Regions from separate parts of the Mus musculus genome. Here all the other regions are linked to region 1. A link is a contact called in public HiChIP or PLAC-seq and promoter capture Hi-C data. All regions are on one chromosome and are shown on one strand. The core of a region is the stretch at or near the end of the contact, and the rest is flanking DNA. Distances in the headings are between cores, read along the strand shown. Region 1 holds the start of Pitx2 (paired-like homeodomain transcription factor 2). Region 2 holds the start of Col25a1 (collagen, type XXV, alpha 1). Region 3 has its middle 13 kb from the start of D030025E07Rik. Region 4 has its middle 67 kb from the start of Gm52639. Region 5 has its middle 3.9 kb from the start of Gm52639. Region 6 has its middle 170 kb from the start of Gm52639. Region 7 has its middle 110 kb from the start of Gm40148.

Region 1 (4,036 bases), core at 687-3,186:
AGCAATCTGGTTTGGGTCAGCTTCCATTCCATATTGTGTTAATGAAGCACTATCCAGCAATTAGCATGCACAGTGCCACTCCGGCCAGGCAGATAGGCAAGCCCTAAGAAACAGAGCAGTTTGTTTCAAAAATGATTTCTGCCCAAGCAGTACAAGGATGGAATTGTAGAAGAAGCTACGAGTTCTAATCAGTCCAAGAAAACACAAAAAACAAAAAACAAAAAAACAAAAATTCTTTCCCATTTCACCCTTTTCATTTCCTTTCTTATCCCACAGCAGAACCATTCATGGAAAGCTGAAAAATAAAAAGCATGAGGCCATATGTTTTAAATGAACTAAATTGGTGTGATTAGCCAGCAAATTAATTTGCAGTGGGTAATCATTTAAGGAAATTAAGATACCACTTTAGCACAGCCCCGTGCTTCACCATGAGCAAGCTTTCTTTAAAGCTCTGTGGAATGTGTGCTTCTGGAGCTTTGGAGCTACAGTGCTCAGCTTACAGGACAAAGCAGGGCAGTAACTTAGGCGTAGTTTTGCTGAGGCAAAGCAAAACATTCCATAAGTGAAGTAGCTACTTTGTTTTGAAACTAAACTTTGATTATTGGAATACTGTGCTCATTTTCAACGCCCCCCAAACAACAACAACAACAACAACAACAACAACAACAACAAGTCCTCAATTCACTTCAGTAACAATCTTTGTTTCTGTGAAATTATTGGTTTTAGGTGGAGTCTCCTCTAAATGATACTGCATGAGAATAAAATATCTTTAATTGTAACTAATGGTCTGAAAAGGATGCAGAGATCTCTTAAAAATCAAATTACTTGTTCGTTAAATCGTTTAGAATGTATGAATGCATATTATTGTAATTCATAATAGTAAAAGACTCTCTCCCCATTTTAATTTACCTCAAAAAAATACGGTAGTCCTACAAAATAGAATAAAAACAAAAATATCCCAGCCTCCTAGGATAGTTTGATTTCTAAATTGTTTAGGGAAGGTGATTTAATTGGAATAAAAGGACTGTATTTCGCTGGTTTGGAATCGCATGTTTTTACTTAGTTACCAGTTGCAAAATAGTGGCCTCTCCGCATCCGTTTAAAATGCATCTCCCTCAGTACAAGATTGGAGTTGACTGATGATCAATTTAAAGGATTTATAATCCGAAGTAATTGTGCGGGTTGGCATCTAGGCCTGGCTCTCAGGTAATTCGCTTGGGCCTGAGAGGTCACTAACCGCCGGTTAAGATGGAATCTCCTTTTTTTTCCAATGGGTAATGATGGGAAGGGGCTAATCTATTCCAGTAGCTGAAACTTTGTAGCTGGCCCTTTATCTTGACTGGGCTAATCCTCAGCTGGAGGATTTCTCCCTACCCTGTTGGCATCGAAATTTCAGGGAAGATGCCTCGTTTTAACTGCCAGCCATGCCTGGCTTCCAGTCGACTTCAACGCCGGGTAGGACTGTTCTAGTGTCTGCGATTGAGGGCGAACGGAACAGGGGCTCTGTAAGATCTGTTTGCCAACTGCGCTGAATCTGGAGAAACAAGCCCGGCGAGCCACAAATCATACACGGCGGAGGTTCTCCAGAGTGGAACAAATTTCCAGACTCGCATTATCTCACAGCTCTGTGGGAGAGAGGGCCTCCACTTACCGGCTACCGGAGAGAGAACGGCTGTCTCCCCGTCCCACCGCTTCCCAGGGTGACTGCCAGGCGGCCGAGGCTCGGGCTGCACAGCCAGCGCCGTGGAGCGGGTCTGGGTGGAACTGCGGGGATCTTGAGGGTGCCAAGTTCCGAGAGGGTCCACGCGGGGGGCTGCTAAAGCTAGCGGGCGCCGGCAGTTTCTGTCTGCTGCTCTCCGGCTTTCTCTCTCGGTCTCGCACTCTCTCTCCCCTCCCTCGCTCTCATCCCTCTCTCTTCCCTCCGCTCCGACTCCGTGTGCGGAGTGTCGTGACGTCAGCAGAGATTCCACCAAACTCCAGTGCACAGTGGCGCGCGGGCGGGCGGCCGAGCCTGCTGTACGCTGGGCGATCAAGGGGCGAGCACAGCCTTGGGCCACTGCGGGGGTGGGGGAGCGTGCAGGGGCGATCGAGGGGACAGGGGACCACTAGGGCTGAGAAGTGAGGCCCAGGGGCCCAGGAGACTGCGGTCCCGGACAGAACCCAGGAGGGAGGAGCGGAGGATCAGGGGCCGGAGGCAACTACCGACCGACAGGAGCTGACCAGTGGCAGGAGCTAGCACTCAAGCTGGGGAGCAGGATGGTGGGGATGGTAGGAAAGGGACAAGGATGGAATGGACGGAGAAAAAACGGTTGTGCGTCAAACCCCTTCTAAATCTGAGTGGGAGGGCCAGAGCCTGGGGAGACAGAAACCTATTCGCGCGGAGCAAAGTCTGGGTGGCTTACGAGGAAGGGACTAGCAAAGTGGCCCATGAAATGAAACAAAGGGCAGTGTGGCTTGGTTTGATCCGGGTGAGGCTTTCGAAGTGTGGATGTGAGTGTGCGCGCGCGTGACCTCCTTTCAGGCCCGCGGAGTAGAGGAAAGCTGGTTACTGTACTGATTGTCTACAGGGGCAGTGGGAGGGAATTGAGGGATCCACAGAGGGCAGCACTGAAGGTGGGTGGATGGATGGGGTGGCAAAGAGAAGATGATGACTGGGAGAAGTTAGAAAAATAGGGTGAGCTAGCGGCAGAAGGTGGGAGAGCCACAGCCGATAGGTGTGTGTGGGGGGGATGAAAGAAGGGAGGGAAGGAGAGAGAAAGAAAGAAAGAAAAAGGGGTAAGGAAGGGAGAGAGGGAGGGAGAGAGGGAGGGAGGGAGAGAGGGAGGGGGAGGAGGAGGAGGAGGAGGAGGAGGAGGAGGAGGAGGAGGAGGAGGAGGAGGAGGAGGAGGAGGAGGAGGGAGATATTACCAGACGATGACCGGAGGGAGGCCTGAACTACAGTAAGGCAAGGGCTAGGTCACGGTGGTGTCTGAGGTCAAGACGGGTGGATCAGAGTGGAAGAGCGCAGGTAGACAGGGCCACACACCGGCCAGTGTGTCGGCATGGGATCTCTTGCTCAAGTCTGGGACTCTCAGAGTCTAGAATTTCCTCTGCTGTACCTACACTCAACAAGTTCACCCCGGGTCGCGGATATCTCATTTTTTAAAATGACGAGGTTAAGGTTCCTGACTGAGAGTGGTATTAAATTGCACCGGGATGGGGGTGGGGAAGGAGAAGGAAGTTCCCCCCCATATGAGCGAATGTTCTTGAAAGTCCAGAGTATGTAAGGCTGAAAGGGGCCTTTCCTAGTCTACAAGTGGGTCCTACTTCTAATTTCATATTTTCTGATTTCCTAATGCGTCTGTACTTTGGAAACGAACAGGATATTTTGGCAGGGTCTTGCCTTTGCGTGGAAGGGCTATAAATATGATTCGCCTGGAAGACCAGGAGTGAAGGCTTCTGCCAGACATATGGGACAAAGTTCTTTCAATCTCAAGTGCATCCCTTCAAGATATGTTTTAGGAAAATATCAGAAAATAGCTGTACCTCATGGTTTGGCGTTTTTCTCACCAATATTAAACCTTGCCTGGGAACAAAACCCAACCAGACCCGCCATTAAACTGCATTTCTCCTTGGTCCCTAATTCTCCTTGGTCCCTAATAGAAAATAAAGTCCCCTCTAAAATTCATACAGCTTTTCTTCCTAAATCAGCACACCAGTTCATGCAATTTGAGGAAGATAATGCTGACTCCTCTGAAGGATGCCCACGGGATGTATACACAAGAAAAGTTAACCCAGGGCTACCGCACACACGCCGAGTTTCCTTTGAATCTGGAGGCTGTTTGGAGTATGTTCTGTGTTTTCTTGAATGACTCCGTGGTTTCAATTCATTGGTGTTAGCAGGAAAAACAGGCAAACAAACTTGCTCAATTTGTTTTGAGTGCCAAATCCCTTCACTTTGAAATAGCTAACAGTCGACTCATTTTATGGAAAGAGTTAGCCTCTTCAGTCTCCAGGAAAACCGACGAGAGATCTGCATTTTAAGCCATCTCTAACC
Region 2 (4,036 bases), core at 760-3,259, 980 kb before region 1:
TAAATGAGGGCCGTTTTACCTGCTGGGCAGTTGCACTCTAAAGGTGCCTCCCTGGCCGTTCTTATTTTAGCCATATGTTCGTAGGATTTCTGTAGGGAAAGCAGAGGGGTTGACACAGTATCAGTAGCACTGAGGAGAACTAGACTCTCAGGGGCTCTCTGGCCACATGCCTGCTTCGCCAGCATCTGATAGCTTGCATAAGGAATATTTACATATGTACTTGGACTCTTGTCAAAAAGTAACAGAATCCAAGTCCTAAAATAAGACAATGACCACTGACATGGTAGCAGGATTGCAGGGTTTGGCTAACATCTTTCTCTAGTCCTCAATTACCACCCCACCCCCCCACCCCCACTTTCCTTTAGCCCAAGCATAGGCAGGCAGTGCAAAAGCCAGGCAGTGATATAGGTCCAAAGACGCTGGTCAAGAGTGCATAAGTGAATGTGAACTCTACACAGCCTCTCCATTGGAAGTAAATTTTAAATAAATAAATAAATAAATGGCCCTGATTTGAAACCAACCTTGAAGATAACTCTCAGCTTCAACAGCTCTACCTTCCAATTATTACCTGCACTGCATCCTTAACCAACTATAAAACTTTTTCAAAGTGTTTGAACATGAAAAAAAGATTCGAAGGGTGGAATTTATGATTCTCAAGCTCTATAGGATCGTTTCACTTGAAAGTGATTACCTTTTGTATATTAATAACACCTGTTTCCCTAACCTTTCCCTGGGAAGGAGATATGAGATCTTATATCAACAAAAATTGGTCTCCGTTGAAGTGAGAGCTCCCAAGAGACTCCAGAAAGCTACAAAGAAATAAAATGCCCCTCCACACACTCCCGTTATCCAGACCCCCCATATATGTCTAAGCATGCAAGCACTATGGAATACCCAGGGAAGATATCTGCTACAGACTTGATACTAAGCAATACCCAAGGTACTTAACTCCATACTTGGCATATACAGTCAAGTCAACTATGCAGACAGCTAAGGGTCGAAACTATCCCTGCACACAGGGCTCACACCTGTGCAAAACAGTATTCACGTGCAAAATACCCAGCCTTCCACACCTGAGCCAAGAGACGCTCCACTTTCTCCTGAACCATTGCCTTCAGCTCATCCACGGTGTCAGACAGCGGATGGAAGGAAGGGGTCCCTTTAGCAGATTCAAGAGCAGCAATCCTCGCCTGGAGGTCGTTGGTTTTCACCCCAAGATAAAAACAGAAAGCCACAGCAACCACTGACAAGAGGGTCGCCAGGGCCGTGCACGAGGGCATGGTGCCGGCACAACGCTGTCCCAAGGGGCGCGGATCTTCTGATCCAGACTCTCGTCCCCCTCCTTTCCCTGCAAGCTTCTTCACCAACATTGTGGCGGGGTCGCTGGCCTCCGCTACGCCTTCCACCTTCTATCTCCTCCAGTAATCTTAGAATGAGAGGAAGGGTCGGTTCCTCCAAAGTTCAGTCCCTGCGGCTGCACAACTAGTTGGTAGAGTCGGAGCCCGGGCTTAGAGATGGACCTGCGCGTGGCTCGGCGTCCGGATCAGCAGGCGTGGACCGACCGTCCTCCAGATTCTTTCTCCCCTTCCAGCTAGGAGTGAAAAGCACCCTCCGGCCGGGGACTGTGTGGCGCCGGGGGTGTTGTTGGGGTCACAGCTGAAATGAAACCCACTAGGGCAGCTCTCTTGACCCCCCCAATCCGACACCTCCTTAGGGGTCCCCCGCGCGGAGGCGCAGGGTCCGAGAGCCCCTCTCTCTGCTCCGACCTGTTGAGTCTGCCTGCCTATCTCTACCTTTTTCCACCCGCCGACCTGTCTCCCACCTGGATCAGTTCAAGGCCAAAAAGAAAAGGAAATACAGAGACCCGGCGAGAGCGCAGCCCCCGTGGGTGGTAGAGGAATAGAGAAAAAGAGGACCGAGTGACCCAAGCAGCGATCGTAAGCTGCGAGGCCCCAAAAGTATCTCCGCAGACCCGCGTGTGCGAGCCTTAAATACCCCGGGATGCTCTTGTGTGAGACAGTGCGCGCGCGCCTGAAGCGCGGACCGCCCCCTCCCGCAGGAGCCTCCTTATTAGCATAATATATTCACCTTCGCCCAGCCCGCCTGGACCCACGAAGGGGCGGGAGCGCGGGTGGGAGCGGAGCCCGAGGTCTCTATTAGCATAATATATGCAAATAGCTACAGCAACCACTGTGATTGGAGAGGAGCTTGGAGACCCTTCCCCCTCCCACCACCGAGTAACTTCAGCGTCCCCCTAAGGCCATCTCTCCGGCCCTAGCCAGGGGCCGAATTGAGGTCTGCTGTGCAGAGTGGCTTATACTGGCTTAGCCCAGCGCCCCCTATTTGGGTTAAAAAATGGAGAAATGGCCTCCTGAAGGAAAGAACGGAAGCAGAAGGCTCCAGCTCTCCAGATCCTCGCTCAAAGGCAGCCACAGGAGCTCCTCCATCTAGCCCTTGCGCGACGTTTTCCCTCCTCCCTCAGTTCGTTCCCACATGCCCAGAGGCAAAGTGTCTGGCTGACGTCTGCAGGGTACCTTCCCCACTTCCCTTCCTTCCCACGCCTTGCTGCAGATGACTGGGGAAGTTTTCTCGCCCCTCCCCCGTTTCCTCTTGTCTTGATGCTGCCCCCCCCCCCCCCCCCAGCTCTGGGCTCTTTCTCTGTACTAGGGTGCTAATGTGTTTTCCTGATTCGCTGTTTTGTGAGTGTTTGAGGCATACACATTTCTCAGGATTTAGGAAAGAGCTGAAGAATGAAGTCAGTTTTTCCTCTTCCTTGACTCTCAGCTTGCCTCTTCCCTCTGGATCAAATTACTAAGTCTCTACTGGGATTTTTTTTTTTTTTCTAAATTGATAACAAGTAGCATTTTGCATCCAATTGATTTTAGAGAAGAAAACACAACCCTAACTCTCCTTCCAAAAGACCTTCCTTTTTGCCTTTTCATCTTAAGAAATGTCACGTACGTTTCTTTCCCTCCCTAACCGATTACCACAACCAGTTACTACTATAATCAATGAACAAAATACCTAACCCGGAGCAGTTGCTTCTCGTGTGTAAACTACAGTGCCAAGGGGGACTTAGGATAGACATAGCAGGAAGCCTGCACTTATGAATCTCAACAAGTGGTTGCATAAAACAAGACCTCAAGACCTGAATAACAACTATGCTCACATGCCAACGTGGATCGGGGACCTTGCATGAGACCCGGTGCCTAGAATAAGAGCTACTAACAATCAATGGCTGCTGGAGGAGACTGTTTCCTTCCGGAACCAACTCCAGACTGTCATCTCTAAATACATAGACATATGAGAAACACTAAATGGACTCAAGAAGGATGTGTGTGTGTGTGTGTGTGTGTGTGTGTGTGTGTGTGTTCCAGGTAAGTAAGCTCCCTAACCCTGAACTCTAGCTCCAGCCAAAAAGTTTAATATGTTAGTTCTTTCCACATTCCAATTAACCTCCGTTGCTTAGTGTGGGTGTTTAGTGGGCCGCGGTGGTGGTGGTAATGTTGTACATGGGTTGCAAACTTTTTCTTTGCCAGTCCTCTCAATGTTCTCTCTTTGAGCCTCTGCTCTATGCCATCGATACTCTCCTCTGTGGAATTCCTAATTACCATCTTTTAGCTGTTGAGCAATGAATGCATATACCAAACCCAAACCTCCGGAGCCCCAGAATGATACAGCTCACCATTCGACATTCATCTCTCACTAGCAGTTACAACTTAGCCTGCATTGTTCCTCCAAACTTCTGCTCAGTTCCATTTGCCTTCTCAATATGGAGCTGTCCGGACTTCTCCTCACCCTCCTCTCCTTGTTCCCCTAAATTCCTTCAGCACATCCAGTCATCCCCCATCTCGCCAAACTTATTGCTCATGGTGTTCCTCTGCATCATACCATTTTCTAGAAATATGAGAGAGAAAAAAAGAATAAAGACCTTTAAACAGTTCACACAAACACAAAGGCCATTTTCCATGCTGATGGCAACAGCAGAGCACACAGTCCGCGTGGATGATGCTGTAGTCTGTGGGGGTTGCCCATG
Region 3 (4,036 bases), core at 631-3,130, 960 kb after region 1:
ATTTTACTAAATCCATCTAAGTCAAAGGTGATGTTCAAACTATTTAATAAGAAGTACTGAGTGGGTACCCACAGTCTCTGTGGCTTTCTGTGGCCCAACAGTTAGTCCTTGAGCTACTGGAATGGAGGAGGGGTGGGGCATGTGAAAAGGAAATGGCCTGAGTATCCAGTGAATTGGGCAGGGGCACCAGAGTGTTTCAAGAGAAACAGGATTAATCCAGCGGCACCCCCAGTAGCTGAACAGCAGTACAACAGCTTTGTATGTATCCACTGCTTAAATTGTAAACTGTCAAGTCCCCATCACTTAATGCATATCGATCACCTACAAACTGTTAAGTCGTCCAACCCTCCCCACTTACTACTTCAGCCTCCTGCATTCGTCCCAGTAACCCGTGGACAGTTTCTTTAACCATAGATCTTATGATTTTCAGCCCCCTAAAATGCATCCTGACTCTTCTTGTCTTCAAGGCACTATTATGAATCCATTTAATACTCTCATTACAGAGTGAACTTGAATGAATTTGGTACAAAATCAAAATCTCCAGTATATTTCTGATGTCTTCAATATGAAAACATATAAGCTTAGCCGAAGTATTAGGAGATAGTCTTCAATTATTTTATCATTTTTTTAAAGTTTTGTAAATGTGTTTTCTTAATTGCTTGTGTGTTGTTGTTGTTGTTGTTGTTGTTGTTGTTGTTGCTGCTGCGGCTGCTGTATATGAGTGCACGTTTGTGAGCATGGAGCATTGAATTCTCTCAGAGTTGGAGTTACAGGCACTTTGGGACATTTACCTTGTTAATGAACACAGGGACTTTAACACCAGTCTTCTTGGTCATGAAGTGAGTGTCCTTAACCACTGAGTTATCTCTCCAGGCCCTGGTCCAATATGTATTTTGGCAAACTCTTTTCTTGCTATTTCTTCGAATAATCTATCTCTAAATATAAAACACAATTTTGAACTCCTGAGATTTTTTTTTCTGCTGTTGCTTTGGCTGGAATACAAAAGCCTTCTGTGTGGAAACACTTCACAGAACACTTTGAATGTAATCTTCCCCTGGTTTAGTGTCTCTTTTCATATGGCAACTTCCATACTGAGATGGTGAAACCAACATCTCTGTACAGTTTACCATGTAATGATATGTATCTGATCTCCCTTGTAGACACTCCTCAGGTAGGATCCAAGGGGGATTTTATTCTGTATACTGATAGCTCTTAGAAATAATGTGCATGCAACTGCCACCTAATAGTCATTTGGTAGATGAAGAAATGAATATTGCATGAAATAGGAAAACAGGGGAAATGATAAAACACTGGCAGACAGGTTCTCATCTGAGAACTTACCTGCCGAGAGAAAGGACTGCTTTTCTTGCTTGCTAAAAGAGAATATTCTTACGTTTAGTGAAAGGTGGATCCGAGTGGGAATCCTAGCACAGTAAGTGATGAAGGTGGAAGGGACTGAGAGTCCATAGACACAACTCTGGACTTAAAAGGCAACTTAAGCTAGAGGGAGGAGAGCTAAAGAAGCTGTGATCAGAAGAGAGGCAGTGCTCTGGACTGGCCTTCTGAGTACCAGCATAGGAAACAATAAAGTCAAGCAGAGCTGAGACTTCAACCATGGCCACAGCAACAGTAACAAAGAGCTGAGATGTCAGTGATGTCCACAACCAGAGTTCCAGTAAGCTGAGATTTCACAGGGTCCACAGCAACAGTAACAATGACCTGAGATTTCAACAGTGTCCAGAGCAACAGTAACAATGACCTGAGATTTCAACAGTGTCCAGAGCAACAGTAACAATGACCTGAGATTTCAACAGTGTCCACAGCAATCTTAACAACAGCATAGAACTTGTTATCCAGAAAACAGGGATTTGTCAGGGTTCTATTGTTTGAACAGTTGATCATTTAGCTAGGCATTGTGTAGTGGACTTCAACTAGGAAAAGAAAGGCACATAAGAAGGGTCAGGCCCAGTCTGTGAGAAAGCACTAAAACAATGCAATGGGGTGATTATGGTATGAACGAGGTAGTGCTGACAATGCCATGACTTTCACACAAATAGAAAATGAACCAAAAGCAAATGGCTCTGCTGTGTTTAGAGCAGAACTGGTCCCCAGCCCTAGGAAAACTTACTCCGTGGAACTGCAGTCAGTAGACACTGCTGTGAAGTTCCTGCAGCATCCTTGGAGTCACCAGAGGAAGAGACAAGTGTGAGAAGGGCAAACACAAAAACCTATGTCCCACTTTAAACAGCAGTGGAAAGTGGCTTGAACACTAGCATTTCGTTGTGCACGTTCACTACTTCTTAGAAGTGAAACAGTTTCAGAACATAAGTGAAATCTTGTCAGTCTTCTGCTATTGAAATCTTCTGTTGGCTTTTTGCCTATATATCATTTTAATTTTGCAAAACTGCAACTCTCCTTAAGTCTTTGGAATCCTCTCTAATTAATTTTATAGAACATTGATTAGTAGAAGTTGGACTAGTATTTTAAAAGAGCAATGTTTTGTTTTACATTTAAAAAAAAAAAAAAACTATGGTCAAGTTAAAAAGCCAAAAGCTACAAACAGAAACGATGACAAGGATACAGGAACCCTCTGTTTATTTAACAAATTTTCTTTAAAGCTTAGGTTACAGAGAAAATAATCATTTGAAAATGAGTGGTTCATCATCCTCCCGTTAATTTAGTGATAGAATAAGTAACCAGCTAATTAAAAGTTAATATGTGCCAGGCATGCAAGCAATGGCCTTCTGTACATCGTAGTACAGATGCTATGCTATGCTTAGTCTATGCTACATTTTCTGAAGGAAAGCATAGTTCTAATGGAATCAGTCATTCTTGTGCAAACAAGAATGTTGGGATAAACATCCTTTATTACCAGCCATGGTATACATTGATAAAACTCTTGTTGGAGATCAATATTGCGTTATTTTTCAAAGCTTAAAATACTTTTCTTATTAACTCCACTTCTCTACATTATTCTTTACTAAAAATTAGGCAAACGCAGGAAGACCCCCAAGGCCACATGTAAAAAATATAAAACTGTTGCCAACAGTAAGGACTTGGATCATCTTTTCACATGCTGTCACTTTAAGCATCAATTTAAAGCAATACCCTTACCTATCCTCTACCTCACTGCCTCTTTTCTTGAGTGTTAGGGATCAGTCCCAGGAACTTTTCCTGCCCTCTAGACAAGGTCTTTGCCGGTAAGTCACCCACCCAGTAGACGTAGGAAAATGCATAGCGAGTGGAGACTGTGTGGCATCGAGGCACACTGGGTCAGTCCAAAGTGCAGAAGCTTCACTGAGTGCAGTCAAAAGGATATGTCCCTTGACACGGGTGGCCATGTTCCTTGCCCCAGAATGCATTCATGGCGCACAGTTCTTGGTGACATCAGGGGCCAGGGCTGTAATTCTGGCAATCACTTTGGGTGGCTTAACCTCCAGCCTCACCAGCCTCCCCTAATTCTGTGCAACAATCCTTCTAAGCTGTTCCCTCTTCCTTTAAACTCTCCAGAATGCACTGCACTGTATGCAGTCAGGAACCTTTGATCACACAACCCTGTATCAGAGATGAAGGTTTTCACCATATAGTAAGTCTTCTCCATAGACTTCAAACTTTGTAAATACTGAGCCCGAGTCCTATCCACCCCAGCATTTGATGTGATGCTTATGGTGTTTCAAATTTTCTACCTTGAGTGGTTTTCTAGATTACAAAATTTAATCCATAAAATGCACAAAAAACCCACAAAGCTCATTTTCATGAATTCCAAAGTGGTTATGTATGTAACCCTTTCATGAGATTAAAAAAGTTAGCAAGAAGAGGGGTTTTAGAACTGGGAGAAGAGGCATCCTCTACCCACGGTGGTATTCACAAACCTCTTCAATGCTTGTCTTCCTAGGAAATACATCTAAACTTCTCGCTCCCAACTCTGTCATCATTCTAGTTCTAAGAACACCAGCATGCCTGTCAACTTGCCCTGAAATCTGTCTTTGTAGGAAATATCCTATTTTTCCTGAGACAGAGACATTTTTAAGAGAGT
Region 4 (4,036 bases), core at 1,008-3,507, 890 kb after region 1:
GAGCCAAATGTTGCATCACTGAAATTTGGGGCCTACAGTCTTTAGAAGGCTGGCCACTTGTCTTGCACTTCGGGAAACTCATTAGCCATCATATCAGAAGTAAAACTCACCAACAAAGAAAGAACAGGGAGAGCTTATGTGGAAAGGCCACAAAGAAGAGGAAGTCCAGCCTTAGAGTCTAAACAAAGAGATCATGAGACCTGGCCTGCCTAGCTTTTCAGCTCTACCCAACTGACGTCCATTCCTTCCACGACCTGACAAGCCATCAGGATGTTCTAGTGTTGCAACCATTTACAACAGTTGTAAGAATGACCCCAAGTGAGACTAGCAGACGATGGCCACCTGGGTCCTAGTCAATCCCCAGACACATAAGAAACAATTAGAAACATTCTTGTTGATCAGTGAGGTGTTTTGTTATATAATTAGTAGACAAAATTGCTCCTACAAAATATATTTTAAAAGATGTGTAGTCAAAGATAAATTTAATACTTAGCCAACATCACCTACAACAATCCTTATATTTTCCTATTGCAGAGTCTTTACTGTATTTGAGCAAATCCATTTGGCTTGCTGTTCTTGTAACCTTTGATAATCTTGCTTGATAGAGAAGTTATCATTGTTTTTATCAAGGAATCTTTCTTCAGTTCTACCTCTGCTCTTTCTCAGCTCTGATAATATACAGAACATTCAGGAATTAGGCTCATTTTTGCCTCCATCCACTCCCCTCTCTGTTTTTCCTTTCTTCCTTTCTTTCCCCCAACCCCTGAAAGGGTTTCTCTGTGTAGCCCTGACTTTTCTGAAACTCTGTAGACCAGACAGGCCTTGACCTCAGATATCATCCTCTGCCTCCCGAGTGCTGGGATTAAAGGTATGTGCAGCCACCACCACCCAGCTCCTCTTTCAAGACTGGAAATGAATTTGTTTTCTACTCCATATAATACTTAGTATACTGCAGTCTTCCATGGTTTGGCTACCTCCCACAGGCACATAGATATCACCAAGCTCTGGAAACACCTAGCTAACATTTGTCTCAACTTGTAAATCTGTACCAGCAATGGCAACTTGCAAGGATGTTGATACCTAGTCTGCATACTTGGCATTTTAATTTCTATGCAATTGGCAGAAAAAGGCAAATTATATTTTGAGAAAGTGGAGGCAGGAGGGTCAGGAGTCTAAGGGTAAATTGGACTTTATAGAGGAACTGAAGTCAATCTGGATTGATTGAGACTGTCTCAACATCAGAAGTCAAAAGCTTGACCTGGAGAGGATGTCACAAACATGATTTAAATGCCTAAAGGAATCTAAGAGACTCTCATGATCCCACACACATAACAAAGATCGCCAGCTATACCCCCTGCCAAGCCCGGAATGTCCTAGGTCATCAGACTGTGCTAGATAAAACCACTACTCTGGCAAAATTTCATTCATTCAGAAACACTGAGAACACATGTACCATGTGATAGCTAGCTAGTGAGGAGAGAGCATGGAAGAAGCGACACTCTAGGAAAGGCTAACAGCTTGCAGTTAAACTCCCTAAGATAAATTTTTAAACAAAGATAAGGATGTGGATATGAAAAAAATCATAAATACTTCACTTCAAATTGTGAATCTGCATTCCGTTAATAATCAGGGAATAAGATTAAAAACTGTAAATTACCAGACATATAAAAATGTTAAGCCACACATGCCAGTGTGTGAGTTCTAAAATATTAAGTCCTTTTTATGAGTGCAGAGTCATTAAAATCTTTTATTGTAAAAGTGTCTCAATTTTTAAGCAAGCATAGTGTATATTGTGTTCTCTGGTCATTTTATGCGAACATTTATTTCTCCACAACTTCCCCAAATATCTAAGAAATGGAGGAGAGTTTTATTTGGTATAATGTAATGGACTGTTCCCATCTCCCATCCCTCAAACTTCTCAAAAACAAAACAAAACAAAACAAAACAAAACAAAACAACCCTCAGTACTGCAAACTTCATCACCTCCCCACAGGAAGCATGCAGCATCTGCATTTACCAGCATAATAGACCATGAAATTCTTTCTATATATTTCTAAAATATATAAATTTCCCTGTTAGAAAGCACATTACCCTCCCCCCTCTCCAACTCTCCCGAAGTATTTAACCTTCAGACATACAGTTCCAGTGACCTGAAAATGTCCATAAACACATTTTCTTCTGCTTATCTAGGGCTCCATTCAGTTCATTGGGATCAATGTTTAGATTATTTCCAGAGAGGAGACGAAACCTCATCAATGCCTGCAGAATGTCAAGGGGTCATCGGAGCTTCTACCCAGCCCTGGAGCCTGGAAGGAATGCATTTACTTTTAACAGGCTGCAGCTTCAGCCTGGGAAAAATTAGTATGTCAAGAGATAGTCACTTAAGGGGTGAGGGGGAGAGTCATGTAAAGTTCCTCTTCCATTTGGCCCACTGGGGAGGAAGAGCCAGGACTTTAAAAAAGTTTGGGAGTATTAATGGAAAGGAAATTATGGCATCATTGAGGCAAACTGTAAGCAAACCACCAGTAACAATAAAGGTGCTAACGGGACACAGGGTCTGCAAGGCTGTGAGGCCAGCTACTACTGTGTGAGCTTCCTGAAGCTTCCTCGCTGCAATACCTGCTTTTCTTAGTACCTCCAGAACACAGCGGCTACACTAGTATGTTTTATTAGCACCTAGAATTCTCTATTTTAAGTCTGTAGTGTATTTCAGTTGTCTTTTTATTTGTGTCTCAATTAGATCCCCTCCTCTGCTTTCAGCACAATTGTAGAACACACACAGAGTTCTTTGCTGAAAATCTTTAGCAGGTGTTTTATTTTTAAAAGGAAAGAGAGAAATTACCTCATCTAAAGTCATGTTTGCTGACCCTGGGGAAGAGAAGTTAACGTGGGACTCAATTAAGCAGTAGTGAGGTTGAAAAATCAGGCCATTGTTGGCTATTTCTCATTAGATAGATACTTAACTTCTATTTCCTCATCTATTAAAAACGTACCACAAGTGTTACTTCAGAAAGTTGTTAGCAGGCTAGTGTAGAGTTAGTGTAGAAGTTACCAAATCCACAAAGGTAAGCTCACATTTATTTAAAACTATATCAAAAGACAAACTATTTTAGCACCCAAAATACTTTCGCATAATGAACACCAAGAGCACACAGGCTCTTCAAATAGATTTCCTCCCTAGGCTAATAGTACCACCAGGCCCTGCCATGTAGTTTTTTTGTGAAGTACACTAGATCCAGAGGCTAAATATCAGTTTGATTAAACAATTCAAAGGAAATGAGACCAGAAGTTTCACAAAACAGGTTATGAATCAAGGCTTTTATACCCAAAGCTCTCCGGTTCTCTCACACAGCCCTTGCAGTTTCCAATGGGTCATGCCCCACCTTGCAGGACTGTTTGTCCCTGAATTACAGCATTACATTATAGGATGCACTTTCTGTGACTATCCCTGGATTTGTGCAGCCAAACAGGGCTCAAAGAGGAACTTGAAAGCCAGGAGAAATCTACAGATAAGAGCCAACACCATTTCTGGCTTGGGTTGAGATCAGGTTTTTGCAAAATTATGTCTGTAGTTTAACAGGCTTTTGAAGGGGGAAATATAATATGAATTCCTACTGCTAAAGTCAATTCTCCAATACTTCTGTGGACAGAGAGCAACTCTGCCTGAACAGGTGACTCATTCCTAGGAATGACTGACCAAAACAAGATATAGCAAGAGGATTAGCAGAGACTCCTGCTCAGCCCTGCTCTCCTTTATACAGGGCTCACGAAGGCCTTTTGCATCTCTCCACGCTAATCCCAGGATATTTCTCCTACAGCATCCTTCCTCTGAAATGCTCAGTCCCTATCAAGGTCACTCAGCATGTTGTTTTGTTTTTTGAAACAGGGTCTTTCTCTGTGGTCCTGGTTGTCCAAGAACTTGCTATGTAGACCAGGCTGCCCTTAAACTCATGAGATCCACCAGTCTTTGCCTTTGCTGGAACAAAAGGCAAATACCACTCCTGGCTCATCAAGGGCCTTTTTAAATACAACCCTT
Region 5 (4,036 bases), core at 829-3,328, 830 kb after region 1:
AGGGATAGATAACTCTTGTCTCTTAGAGTAAAACTTCTATAGGCTTAGAAGATTTTTATTGCACATCTTATTCAACTCTTTTGTTTTGGTTTTGCAGTCCTCAGATAGGCATTTTCTTAGAGAAAATTTCAATGGGATTCTAATTTCTGGAAGGGACATGTGTCTGGGTTACATGCGAGAAAGCTCACCAGTTTCTGCAGGCTTCCTTGTCTATTAGGGGCTAAGTTAGAGTCAGAGTTGGTAGCGCTTTGTTGGGGCAGGGCAAAGAACACCACACTATCCTCTAGTGGAGGTGGATAGTGTGGGTGGAGGCTAGGCTGTGTCATTATCTGCGGTCACAGGTACAGGGCACTGTGTGAGCTGAGGTATCTTGGTAAGTAGAATGATGGGCTGATCTGGGATTTAATATCTGTAGGTTGGACTCTGTGTAGTGGAGACATGAGGTAAGGTGGTTAATACACAGATGGGAATAAAGACAGAATCTAGAGGGACCTTCTTAAGTTCTCGGTCATATGCCATGTAATGCCAGGTTGCAGGGTGAGTAGGGTGACTGGCAGGCAAGCTAAGTGGGTTTGCGGGACTCCTCCCACTCTAGAGTCTCTGGTGGGTGGACTTGCTTTCTGGTGTCAGATAATAAACAAAACAGTCCTGATCTCACCTTGAAGAAAAATGAATAGGTTTGAGGGCATCCAAAGCATTTGAGGCATTTGCTTTGAAGTTTAATCAAAATAGAATATTCTAGAGACAATTTGTTTCATAACTCATATAGCACATTCCTGAGCTTTTCCCAGACTTACCATCAGCACATATACTACTTAACTTTAATTGTATTTATTTAATGGCTTTTTGCTCATTTATTGTTTATAAAAAAGCAAAAGAGAGAATAAAAAGATAGTCGAACTGGCAGCCTCCGTTTCTTTCACAGAAGATCATTTCCAGTGATATCCATGATGTACTTGTTCGAATATTACTGTTGTTACAGAGCCTCGTGCACTGTATAGGTACCTCCTCGTGAGTTAAGCCTACATCTTCCTGGGTTTCTCCCAAGACCCATCGGTTTTTATTGGATCCCACTACAGTTTTCACAAAGATTGTGTCTTAGTGAAAAGGTTGCCATTTTCACACCCACAGTAACGCTTTTTAAAGTATTTTTTTAGCACTCACTGAATTTATATTGGCAAAGATCCACACCCAGAGCCTCAATAAATAGTGACATTAGGGACAGGAAAGGTGACTCAGCAAGTAAATGCCCTTGACACTAAGCCTGCCCACCAGAGCTCAAGCCATTGGACCCACAGGATGGAAGGAGAGAACTGACTCCTTGGGGTTGTCCTCTGATGTCCACATTTATGCTTAAAACAAACAAAACACACACACACACATCCCATAATAAAAAATTTAAGAATATTAGAAAATGATCAAATGTAGAATATTTGTATTCAGTACTATCTGCTTACTGTTTAGAATGGCTCATAAAAACGAATGGATTAGAATGTTATGTCTAGGGTCTTATAGACAATATTTGTTTTAACAGCAATTTTTAAATTAAAAACTGAGAAAAAAATCATATTTATGGCTTGACAGGTTAGTAAAATGAGTGGGATTTAAGAAGTGTTTAGAGGGTAATGTCAGCAATTTCCCTCTTCCCCTCACTCCCTGCCCCCCCAAAAGAAAACCAAATAAAAATCTGTTGTCTCCCCTCAAAGGGAACAAGAGAAAAGGCAAGGAGGGAGAGGAGAGAGATGGAGGGAGGGAAGGTGCGAAAGGGGAACTTAAAATGTACTGGATGGTTGGGTAGAGTGGTCAATATTTAAAAGCCCACACATGAAGTAACTTGTTGTTTAAAGAATAAGCAGTGACTAGCAGATTGGACCTTTCATGACTGAACAATGCATAGATGAGCTGAGGGCATTAGAGTCTAAAAGAAAGCTGGCCCCATTACTGGTAATTATAGTTAATCAGCAACCATTGTCTTGACAGAGATAGCGATCAACCATGAGCGCTAACCTAACAAGACTAATGAGGCTAATGGAGGATGAAGGAAGCAGAGCTGAGCTGAGCAAGGCTGGCTGCAGATCCTGGACAGAGCAAGCTTTCACTCCCCGTTCACTTACCACCTGTTGTTTTCAGACAAGCAGGCACAATGCAAGCTTCCTTGGAATTAGAGGACCCTTTTGTAACTCTCAGAAGAGACAGTGAGCAATGGTTAAATGCTTAGCCTCCTCGCACTGTGGGCACTAGGTATTTGCATGGTCTGCACCACATTAGCAGGGTGATACTGCCTTTTCATGCTCAAATGTGGTATGAGATCCAGCTGAAGTTGCAGCCCCTGGGAGCTGCTTAGCTGTGCACACTTTCAATCCATCCAAGGTTCAGTTTGCATGTCTGCAAGACCCCACAGATTCCTATGCATGTTAAAGTTTACCAAATGCTGGTACCTTGAATCAAGGGGTGACCTGGACTTACATATTATGTTCTCTGTTATTTAACTCTGTAGGTAGTGCTTCTTATATATGGAAAAGCTATGGCAATTGGTACCCAGTCAGTTATTCTAGAAATACATTTTATTCTACATACATCAGATAGATAGATAGAAAGAGAGAGAGAGAGAGAGAGAGAGAGAGAGAGAGAGAAAACAGGTGAGCATGCAAGTGTGTGTGTGTGTGTGTGTGTGTGTGTGTGTGTGTGTGAAGTCAGAGGTGGATGTTCAGGGTCTTTCTCTAGTGTTTTCTTATTTTTTTTTTCCATACACAGATTTATATATATGTATATATAGCCATCAATTGATCAGTGGGTAAAAGCCACTTATTAGCTAAATCCATTCACATTACAGATCCAGCTTCCACCTGCATCTGAGCCTCCAGTGATGAAGTTACTGATTTATGCCACCAGACCCAGGTTTCACAAGGGTTCTGGGAATATGAACTTATAATCATGTTTGCGTGTCAGGCACTTTACTGATTGAGACACCTCCCCACCTATAAGGAACACATTATGACATAAATTTCACTGGCTGTCTTTAATGCAGGATATCACAAGTGCCCAAAGAAAGAACAAGGGAAAGATTTCCTCTGGGCTGGATGGGCTGAAACAGGTCTGTATAGACAAGGCACATAGCCCAGAGCCATCTATTGAGTACAGCATCCTTTTATGTTTTGGTTCTATGGTTCTCCCAAGGAGCCAATGCATTGCAACATGCAGGACCTCACTTTTACAACATGAGAAAGGTATCGCATCCTTTTTTCTTTCATGTCTGTGGAAAAAAAAAATACCTGCATCTGAGAGAGGCAGTTTGACATGGACATTCAGTGGGAATTTTAATTAAGAGTTGCGTTCAGTGAAAGCTAAGGTGTGGTGTGAATCCGATATGAATCTAACCCCGATTGCAGAATGACATATGTTTCAGATTGGGCCTGTGTCTCAAGTCCTCATATGTAAATATAAATTAATCATAATGAGTTGGGTAATTATAAACAAAAGGAAGAAAGTTTGATCATCTATCTGTAGCTGCAGTTGCGTTGTGAAGAACACAACACCATTCTGTCCCTGTAGCGACGCCAAAGCTAATACCTCGTAGGAGAGGAGAAAATGCCAGCCTGCAGGTTACAGTCTATTGACAAGAAAACTAGGTCTCTACAATTTGGCCACATACAAATCGTTTTGCTTACATTGTTTAGTGGGGATTTCTGTGCACTGTATACCTTTGCAATGTGATCATCAATGGGCAAAACGAAAAGGAGACTAGAAGCCTCTTACAGATACTGTTGCATTCCACGAATCATCTAAACCTTTTATCTCCTGTAGCCAACTACTTCGGTTATCATATCTGTTGCTTCTTGTTATGGACCCATGCACCTACAGAATGTTATTTCTCATTACTTATTAAGTCAACTTTAGCTGTTGTCTAATGACTTTACATGTTGCTAGTTTATAATTTACTATTTTACATATCTCCGCTTTTTCTTAATACTTTTATTAATTAATCTTGAGGCTAATAATCAGTGTATTAATAGTTTGTTTAGTTTCCCAAGCCCTT
Region 6 (4,036 bases), core at 678-3,177, 650 kb after region 1:
CTGAGAGGTGCTTCCCCCCAAAGACCTCCCTCTTCCCTGGGGCCTCAAGTCTCTTGAGGATTAAGTGGAACTTCTCTCACTGAGGACAGAACAGGCAGAACTCTGCTACACATGTGCCAGGGTCCTCGGACCAGCCCATGTATGTACCTGGTTGGTGGCTTTGGCTCTGGGAGCTCCCTGGGGTCCAGGTTAGTTCAGACTGCTGGTCTTCCTACGGGATTGCTTTCCCCTTCAGCTTCTTCAATAACATTACACAAGCATATATATATATATATATGCTTGTGTAATATATTTATATATATACTTGTTATAATTCAGATGCCAGAATCTTCCTTTCTTTCTTTCTTTCTTTCTTTCTTTCTTTCTTTCTTTCTTTCTTTCTTTCTTTCTTTCTTTCTTTCTTTCTTTCTCTCTCTCTCTCTCTCTCTCTCTCTCTTCTTTTCTTTCTTCCAAATAGGGTAGTTTGTTGTTTCTTCTGGAACATTACAAGCAAAGGGATAATGTTTTTAACACCTCATAGAGGAGCAGGCTGCTTCTGCTTCACACAGTACGAATCAAGAAAATATTTCTATTGCATTTTAGTTCCCCTCACTTCAACAAGTTCCCATTTAGCATCTTCTTTTGCAGTTCTATTTAAGTCAAGGACTCTGGATGAAAAAGATAACAAAACTCTAAGAGAAATGTGTTAGGCATGTTGTTGGTGGAATGCTGCTCTCAACCTGTGGGTCACAAGCCTTTTAGGGGTCGAACAATCCTTTCATGGAAGTCACCTAAGACCATCAGAAAACAGACATTTGCATTGTGATTCATAACAGTACCAAGATTACAGTTATGAAGTAGCAAGACAAAAAATATTATAACTGGGTGTCAGCCACCCACCCGGTCACCCCTGCCACAGTTCCTCATCCCATTCCTTCTTCCCATCTCCAAGAGGATGCTACCACCCACACACCACTCCCTGGGGCCTCAAGTCTTTAGAGCATAATTTAAAGAATTTAACATATTTTTGGTGTATGTTCACGTACAATAAGAATTTGTTTATTTACTTGCTAACCCTCATTTAAATGACATGCCAAAATCCTGTAATGAAGGGCATTTCAGACAATCTTAAAAATGGCAATTTTCCAATTATTATAAGTTGATATACAGAATAGTTATATATGTTTAAGAACGATTTTTCTTTAGTAGGCATTGACATGAGTACCACTGAATGATACTTCCTGGCACATGGCCTCTTTTTTTCCATCCTTCTTGTAACACAATAACATTGTTTCTTTTTACTGCTTTCTCTTAAATGTTCTCAAGTCTTCATCAAGATTGACCAGATTCAGTTGTCATTAAGCCTTTGAAGACTTGGTGGCACTGTCTGGGAAGATTGGCTTTGTAGGAGGCTTTGAACTCTAGCAATAGTACTCGACACTTTGTACAGCGTACAAGAGGGGGAATATTTCTTGCTGTGACAATTGCCAGCTTCACAGCAGCTGTGACACAAAATCTGGAAGTTTGTATTGGAAAGGAGCGTTAGGCACAGATGTTGGAAAATGATATCGGGCATTTTCAGCTACCCTTATGGAGATCAAACACACACACACACACACACACACACACACACACACACACACACAGGAGAGAGAAAGAGAGGGAGGGAAGGAGAGAGAGAGAGAGAGAGAGAGAGAGAGAGAGAGAGAGAGAGAGAGAGAGAGAGAGAGAGAATTAAACGAGTTTACTGAATAGACTGAGCTGCTTTAAATGCTCCCAGTCCTGTAGGCTGGTTACTTAAAAATTAAGGCATCTTTGTTGTTGCTGGATTCCTTCCTGCCTTTGCTGGGCTGATGATTGGGAAAGCCAAATTGCTTGCTTTGTGTCTTCCAAGTCTACAGCTGAGGTTGGGCAGGCTTTCAACATGAGCTACTCCAGCAAATAGAGCTGTGGGCACAAAGCCAGCACTTCCCAGGGTGCACTGCAGTCTATTTAACGCAGTGAGCTTCTGAGCATACAGAGAGTGGCAGGGCATCTTATTTACCTTCACTTCGGATTGTATGCTTTGTGCGCCCAGAATAGACAAAAGGCAATATGAGTGTGAGGGTCTGGTTCACATTCATTTGTACCAGATGGGAGAAGCTGCGTTTTTCCAAGATGCTTGTGGTAAAGCCACACTTGCTGCAGAAGAGAACAGAAATATGGCATTCAGCTGTATTTTTAAAAGTTGGTCACTTATATTAATGTATTAGAAGCAATTATTCTATTAAGCAAGTTTAATATAGTGAGTATATAGGATTAGCATGGTGTTACAGTGGGCTGGTCTCAATTAAAACCGTGCAAAACTATCAAAAATTGGTGTGATCTGCAAAACATTTTTTTCCTCTGCTTTGTAAAAAGCTTTGAAACCCATCATGTTTGTAGGAAATTCATATTGTCTCCAAATGGCCTGGGAAATATACATTTGAGAAAACTCTTATGGTGCTATATCAAAACTGAAGAACCTAGAACTCCTTTTTAAAAGATGGCTCAGATTCCTTTTACGTTTTGCCTGAGCTACTAATCATATTGGCCTGGCTCAATAACCTCATGAGTGCAGCTTACACAGGGTTTGGATATCCTCTCATAGCTGCTGTGAGTTCCTGTGTGTCATTACCCTGCTGTGTCCAAAGACACTGTAACCTTATAGTAAGCCATCCACCACCTCTGGCTCTTACTGTCTTTCCAACCCCTCTTTAGCAATGATCCCTGAGCCTTTAGAAGAAGGGGTGTGACTCACATGTCTTAATTAAAACCTAGACTGTCTACCAGCATTCAGAGGGGAGGCGTGGAATTCCATCTGAGAAGCTATTATCCATTGATAGCCACTGGGAAAGAGATAGTGGGTGTTCCCTAAGAGGACAGGCCCATGGTAGGTTGATTATATACTAGTAGAAGGCCACACATCCATGAATGCATCAGGCAGCACAAGTTGGACTTTGTCAGTGCAAAAAACAAACAAACAAACAAAAAAAGACACAAAGTTGAGTGGGTAGAGAAGAAGAGTGGATCTGGCAGGAATTGGGGGAAGGAGTGAATATTGTCAAAATACATTGTGCAAAATTCCCAAAGACCTGTGTTCCATCCTAAGAGGAAAAAGACCTCTCTTCAGTAAAATACTTGAACTTTTACTTGAAAGCCACCATGAGTGTAGTGTGACCTCTCCCTCTGCCATGGTTACACTTCACTGTGCAGACCATGAATAGTAAATGGTTGGAAGCATTCTTGGACACACTGTTGAATTCAGTCTTCTTTCTAGAGGCAAATGAAGGCTAAGTAATCTGTGGTCCAGGAAAAGAAATCTTTCCCAGATTCCATTGGGAAATGTTTCAGGACAAGGGTGTCTGAAGGAGATAAAGATAGATTTAAGACAGAGAAACACCCATGTCCAGAAACACACACCTAAGGGATCTTGGAGCTTGGTGTGCTTACGGATCGATAAAAACAAATTCAGAGTGGTGGGAAGCAGGGCACACAAAATGGCAGAAGGAAATGATTGCAGTGTCTATATCCTAAAAGAACATTCAGGAATGTATTCAGGTGATTAGGTGAATCTTAATATACAGGATATCATTATATTTAGGGCTTTAAGCTTGAGGATCAATATTAGAATTGCAGTGTTACCAAAGCATGAATTCAACTTGAGTGTAGAAGAGTGGAGAGTTAGTAATGTATTTATAAACAAATGAAGGGAGAGCTGGATTCATGTAGAATTATTGTTGTTGTTGCTATATATGGTATGATATGGAATGAATCTTAGAAAAAAAATGATTTGTTTAGGATCCAGTAAGAATTTTCCTTTTAAGAGAAAAAGAAGCTGGGCAGTGGTGGCACACACCTTTAATCCCAGCACTTGGGAGGCAAAGGCAGGTGGATTTTTGAGTTCCAGGCCAGCCTGGTCTACAAAGTGAGTTCCAGGACAGCCAGGGCAAAGGCAGGTGGATTTTTGAGTTCCAGGACAGCCTGGTCTACAAAGTGAGTTCCAGGACAGCCAGGACTACACAGAGAAACCCTGTCT
Region 7 (4,036 bases), core at 1,125-3,624, 550 kb after region 1:
AAAAACACCCTAATCCTTTTATGAGGCAGGCCTTTCTGCTTTGCTGTGTGTATGATGATGAACTTGCTGCAGACAATAGCTCCTTCTCATCCCTGACAGATGATGAAGAATATCCATGAGCATCACTCTAAATGTTGAGAGGTTCTGCAATGGGCACATGGATTGTGTGATTTCTCAGGTTGCATGTGGATAGCTACAAAGGCTTCACCTGGCATGCACAGAGCTGCTCCTGCCCACGCAGGTATTCTCCATGCTAAGGTAGTGCATTGGCAGTGCAGTAGCTGGCAGCAGCAGGAAGCTAAAATAGAAGACACAAGCTCCTCTTGCCTGTTATCCCACAAAGCTCCACTGCTTCTGCAATAAACACAATTGCCAAAGGCAACTTGGGGAGGAAAGGGTTTATTTGGCTTACTGATCTTAGTCATGGTCTATAAAAATAGGAAGTGAGGGCAGGGACTTCAAGTTAGGAGTGCTGGACACTCTCATATTAATCAGCTGAGAAAATGCTCCCAACCATGTGCCTACAGACCAGCATGATGGAGGAATATTCACAAAGTTCCGTTTCCGAAATGATCCTAGTTTGTGGCAAGTTGACAAAAACTGTGCTGTCAGCTTAACCCAGGCATCTCCATGGAGGCCTCTCTAGCCCCTCAGGTACCTCTACTGAGATCTCATCCCCAAAATATACAGTACTCAGTAATTTTTTAATCTTATACCACCCCTAGCTACTCCACCCTAGACCCAGAAAATGGCAGGCGCATGTTGGGAGAGTTGGGGTATAAGATCCTCCTACCATTATCATATAGAGTGCTGAGAATGTTACTTTACTTAGCTAGGGTTTGTTGCCTTAATTACCAACTGTGACTGGTGAGCTCTCAGGTCTCCCTCTCAGCTTAACTGTTAATGACCATAGATTAGCATTTAGCTTGAAGAATTCTTTATACTAAAACATTTTACCAGCAGGAGAGACTGAGACTAAAAATACTCCTTTTTGTTCCACTTTGTAAGGCCTGAGCCTTATACACTTTTCTTTGCATTCTCAAATAATCTTCAAATGAGCACCAGCAAGTTTCTCTCTTCAAGTGCTTTACTATAACTGTCTAAAGTCTGACTGTCGAATGTCCGAGCTATGAAATGAAAAGCAAGCAAGCAATGGATTAAGATCATTTCCGGTCTTTCAAATAAATTACCGTGAGGGACGAGTTTTCAATAGTTCTGAGCTAAATCACAGAGCTGATCCTTTCTCCACTTGCTCCAATGGAACAGCCCCTCTTCCATTGTTCCCTCCATCCTGGTGCTGGTCACCTGCTGCTCAGGCCCAAGGCCAGTGCTACATATGGAAGGTTCTGTAAGGTAGTGTCTTAGTTAGGGTTTTACTGCTGTGAACAAACACCATGACCAAGGCAAGTCTTAATAAAACAACATGTAATTAGGGCTGGCTTACAGGTTCAGAGGTTGAGTCCATTATTATCAAGGTGGGAGCATGGCAGTATCCAGGCAGACATGGCGCAGCAGAAGCTGAGAGTTCTACATCTTCATCCAAAGGCTGCTAGTGGAAGACTGACCTCCAGGCAACTAGGGTGAGGATCTTATGCCCACACCCACAGTGACACACCCATTCCAACCAGGTCACACCTATTCCAACAAGGCCACACCTCCAGATGGTGCCACTCCCTGGTCCAAGGATATACAAACCATTACAGGTAGTACAGATTTCTTTAGCAATTCTATTTTTCTCGTGGAACAAAAGTAAACTGTAGTGAAATGTACTGGCTCGGGTAATGAGAATCTGTTATTTCTCTGGATTTTAGTTGCTTCTCTTGTGGCTACTCGTGGGATGATGCCTCTCCATAGGCTGGATTCTCAGGAAGGGTCCAGAGGGTGGGCCCTCTTTGTGATTGTCAGTGAGCTCTTAGTTCTCTCGCCTATGATGTCACATTTCTTTTCAGATGATGTGTCATTCTTCAGTCTGTTAAGCAAACATCTGCTCACAGCTGTCTCCAGACAATTTCCAAGAAGGTGGAATCTATAAGACCACCTGGTGCCAAGATTCTAGAACTCACACTGTCAACCCATTTGTAGTTTCTTAGTGGTTTACAAGGCCAAGTAATGGCAGGACAAAATGTGCTGCCTCAGTGAAGGGGGCTGCAAAGGATGTGGGACCTTAATTTGGGACTCTTTAATGCACCGTAATAATATTTTCACCGAAACAAAGGGGCTCTCACACAGCAGGGTGTCATCTGAAAAACTTGCTTCCTTGAGCGTGACAACAACGTGCAAGAAGCTGTTCCCAGCTGCATCTCTTGAAACAGGGTTTGAAGTCCTGGGATCATTATAGCATTTGGGACATCCTGTGCCTGTCATCCTGCCGGACTGCATGCTGTCTTGCAGCCTGTTTTGTTTTTCACTGAAGTTGGAGTGTGACCCTTCCACTGTGTACACTGAGATATCCTATGGAGTTTCCAGGCCAGTTCAGTCTCCTGAAAGACCCATCTCAGCGCCATGCCTCATACTTCTCAAAGGAGAATTTCTGTCTGATACTTCATAACTGTGCATATTTCACAAAGGTTTTAAGTCACCATTGTTATGTCCTACAGGAAATCAACATCTTAACTTCAGGAAGAAAGATGGCTTAATTTTAGTGTTAATAAAAATGGCAACATCCCTTCTCAGCAGCAACTTACAGGAAGATCTATTAAGAAAGGCTAGTGTTTTAATTTACTATGACCAGGGAATTTTCATATAAAGTCAAGGCAGGGACTTGAATTAAAAAAAAAAGCCCCCAAAATAAGGACACTGGGAAATAAGGTTAATAGGAGCGCAGTAAAATACTGTACAAGATAAAATGTTGCTGTACCAAGGACTCTTCTGACAGCTTTCCGCACACAGTCCTGACAGCTCAGCAGACTTATAAAATGAGTGCTACTGAACAGAAACTGGTTTGTGACATTAATTCATAGGATGCTCTGTGGCTCCACAAGGATGAGAGCAAACAAACTAAGAGGATTCAGAGGCACAAGGGTTCCCATGGAAAATTAATCACTTCTTTAGTATAAATAGAAACAGACTACGTGTGAGGAGCAAGACTTTCCCAAGTGAAGAAAAGCCATTTTATTAGAACTGAAAACATAGGATGTAAGAGTTAGCACAGCTTAGCCTGCCCTAGAGTAAGCCCAAAGCAAACCTCTCAACTGTTGTTGAATTACCAGGTAAAATTTCTCAGAAAATTTCCTCTAAGCACATACATATCTTACAAAACTCCAGCTTTTATAAGAAAGCTACAAGCTAAAAATACCTAATATTTCAATATGTAAACTAAGGACAAATGCTATATTTGCTATAAAAATACCTCCTAATTTATAATTTTAATTATGTAGCCCTTCACATGTGATCATTTATATTTTTAAGCTATTATTGTTATTTCATTTCAGAATGTTCTCACAACATACTAATAATGCTAGTATATTAGTATAAAATAGAGTATGTAAATTGTAAATGCATTATTTGTTATTTATTTAAGACCTAGAACAGTTTACTTTGATTCTTGTATCCTAAAGGTTCACACTTCCTGGTGCTTCATATGTGGTAGTCACCAAAAAACAAAAACAAAAAAACAAAACAAAAAAAAAACAAAACCAAAACCAAAAAACAAAAAAACCCACATATTTAAGTAAATTTATTTAAAAAAAATTATAGAGAGTTTACATACTCAGAGGCACACAGATCCTTTACTTGATGAATAAATACATGATAAAATCCCCCAAATGTGCATATTTTGGTTGCCCAATTATTATACTATTACCTTGGACACAGTGGATACATTTGAAAGGTAAGTAAGCAGGCTTGGACATTGAAAAACATACTTCGGTGACAATCTCACAAAACTTGACTAGTAAGGGCAGTGTTGATGACCTTATTAAACACACAAGGCAGAGGATCACCTTTCATTGGGCATCTTAAAAACAGGCACTTAACTAGATGAAATATGTGACTATTAAATACCAGTAATAAGCTGTCTGCTGCCTATGCATCAGCA

The links. HiChIP or PLAC-seq counts read pairs in DNA pulled down with a chosen protein or histone mark. Capture Hi-C pulls out chosen DNA fragments and counts their contacts.
Region 2: a contact with region 1 is called in a promoter capture Hi-C map of liver, with 3 times the contacts expected there. The contact joins the promoter of Col25a1 here to the promoter of Pitx2 in region 1. A contact is called at or near these places in 1 of 39 promoter capture datasets (3T3-L1-derived adipocytes) and 1 of 9 other capture datasets (liver).
Region 3: a contact with region 1 is called in an H3K27ac HiChIP or PLAC-seq map of extraembryonic endoderm stem cells, with 6 times the contacts expected there. The contact joins the enhancer-like site here to the promoter of Pitx2 in region 1. A contact is called at or near these places in 7 of 39 promoter capture datasets (the 3T3-L1 cell line, the C10 cell line, embryonic stem cells and 3 more), 11 of 115 datasets of contacts at active chromatin or transcription factors (astrocytes, craniofacial prominence, differentiating embryonic stem cells and 8 more) and 1 of 9 other capture datasets (embryonic stem cells).
Region 4: an H3K4me3 HiChIP or PLAC-seq map of neural tube shows a contact between it and region 1, with 3 times the contacts expected there. The contact joins the enhancer-like site here to the promoter of Pitx2 in region 1. A contact is called at or near these places in 7 of 39 promoter capture datasets (the 3T3-L1 cell line, the C10 cell line, cranial neural crest and 3 more), 1 of 15 datasets of contacts at CTCF or cohesin (the NIH/3T3 cell line), 9 of 115 datasets of contacts at active chromatin or transcription factors (astrocytes, craniofacial prominence, embryonic basal ganglia and 6 more) and 1 of 9 other capture datasets (embryonic stem cells).
Region 5: a contact with region 1 is called in an H3K4me3 HiChIP or PLAC-seq map of stem cell-derived neural progenitor cells, with 40 read pairs. The contact joins the enhancer-like site here to the promoter of Pitx2 in region 1. A contact is called at or near these places in 21 of 39 promoter capture datasets (the 3T3-L1 cell line, 3T3-L1-derived adipocytes, the C10 cell line and 12 more), 1 of 15 datasets of contacts at CTCF or cohesin (the NIH/3T3 cell line), 36 of 484 Hi-C or Micro-C datasets (8-cell embryo, the AtT-20 cell line, the C2C12 cell line and 18 more), 16 of 115 datasets of contacts at active chromatin or transcription factors (craniofacial prominence, differentiating embryonic stem cells, embryonic basal ganglia and 9 more) and 3 of 9 other capture datasets (adipose tissue, embryonic stem cells and liver).
Region 6: a contact with region 1 is called in an H3K4me3 HiChIP or PLAC-seq map of embryonic basal ganglia, with 5 times the contacts expected there. The contact joins the enhancer-like site here to the promoter of Pitx2 in region 1. A contact is called at or near these places in 10 of 39 promoter capture datasets (the C10 cell line, the HPC-7 cell line, HPC-7-derived erythroid cells and 6 more), 1 of 15 datasets of contacts at CTCF or cohesin (stem cell-derived epiblast-like cells), 1 of 484 Hi-C or Micro-C datasets (muscle stem cells), 9 of 115 datasets of contacts at active chromatin or transcription factors (craniofacial prominence, embryonic basal ganglia, embryonic forebrain and 6 more) and 1 of 9 other capture datasets (pancreatic islet).
Region 7: a contact with region 1 is called in an H3K4me3 HiChIP or PLAC-seq map of neural tube, with 4 times the contacts expected there. The contact joins the enhancer-like site here to the promoter of Pitx2 in region 1. A contact is called at or near these places in 5 of 39 promoter capture datasets (cranial neural crest, embryonic stem cells, hippocampal neurons and 2 more), 1 of 484 Hi-C or Micro-C datasets (embryonic stem cells), 9 of 115 datasets of contacts at active chromatin or transcription factors (craniofacial prominence, embryonic hindbrain, embryonic midbrain and 4 more) and 1 of 9 other capture datasets (embryonic stem cells).

What each region holds. Positions count from the first base shown.
Region 1 is chr3:129,197,778-129,201,813 of GRCm38.p6, reverse strand. Pitx2 (paired-like homeodomain transcription factor 2) reads right to left here and starts at 1,936. Exons shown (of 5, transcript NM_011098.4): 1 at 1,652-1,936. Gm40149 (a long non-coding RNA gene) reads left to right here and starts at 2,905. Exons shown (of 4, transcript XR_867634.2): 1 at 2,905-4,036.
Region 2 is chr3:130,178,818-130,182,853 of GRCm38.p6, reverse strand. It overlaps Col25a1 (collagen, type XXV, alpha 1), which reads right to left and starts at 2,009. Exons shown (of 38, transcript NM_029838.4): 1 at 1,074-2,009; 2 at 20-89. The coding sequence starts at 1,370.
Region 3 is chr3:128,242,180-128,246,215 of GRCm38.p6, reverse strand. No RefSeq gene overlaps it. Among named protein-coding and RNA genes, the nearest start is that of D030025E07Rik, 13 kb to the right of the region's middle. Within about 2 kb of position 1,880, at least 2 of the 459 cell types and tissues checked have an H3K27ac peak or open chromatin away from gene starts, as enhancers often do. A contact at or near this core is called in extraembryonic endoderm stem cells, where this site is marked.
Region 4 is chr3:128,304,747-128,308,782 of GRCm38.p6, reverse strand. No RefSeq gene overlaps it. Among named protein-coding and RNA genes, the nearest start is that of Gm52639, 67 kb to the left of the region's middle. Within about 2 kb of position 2,257, at least 3 of the 459 cell types and tissues checked have an H3K27ac peak or open chromatin away from gene starts, as enhancers often do. A contact at or near this core is called in neural tube, where this site is marked.
Region 5 is chr3:128,367,768-128,371,803 of GRCm38.p6, reverse strand. No RefSeq gene overlaps it. Among named protein-coding and RNA genes, the nearest start is that of Gm52639, 3.9 kb to the left of the region's middle. Within about 2 kb of position 2,078, at least 9 of the 459 cell types and tissues checked have an H3K27ac peak or open chromatin away from gene starts, as enhancers often do. A contact at or near this core is called in embryonic retina, where this site is marked.
Region 6 is chr3:128,544,517-128,548,552 of GRCm38.p6, reverse strand. No RefSeq gene overlaps it. Among named protein-coding and RNA genes, the nearest start is that of Gm52639, 170 kb to the right of the region's middle. Within about 2 kb of position 1,927, at least 48 of the 459 cell types and tissues checked have an H3K27ac peak or open chromatin away from gene starts, as enhancers often do. A contact at or near this core is called in craniofacial prominence, embryonic basal ganglia and embryonic forebrain, where this site is marked.
Region 7 is chr3:128,648,454-128,652,489 of GRCm38.p6, reverse strand. No RefSeq gene overlaps it. Among named protein-coding and RNA genes, the nearest start is that of Gm40148, 110 kb to the left of the region's middle. Within about 2 kb of position 2,374, at least 1 of the 459 cell types and tissues checked has an H3K27ac peak or open chromatin away from gene starts, as enhancers often do. A contact at or near this core is called in neural tube, where this site is marked.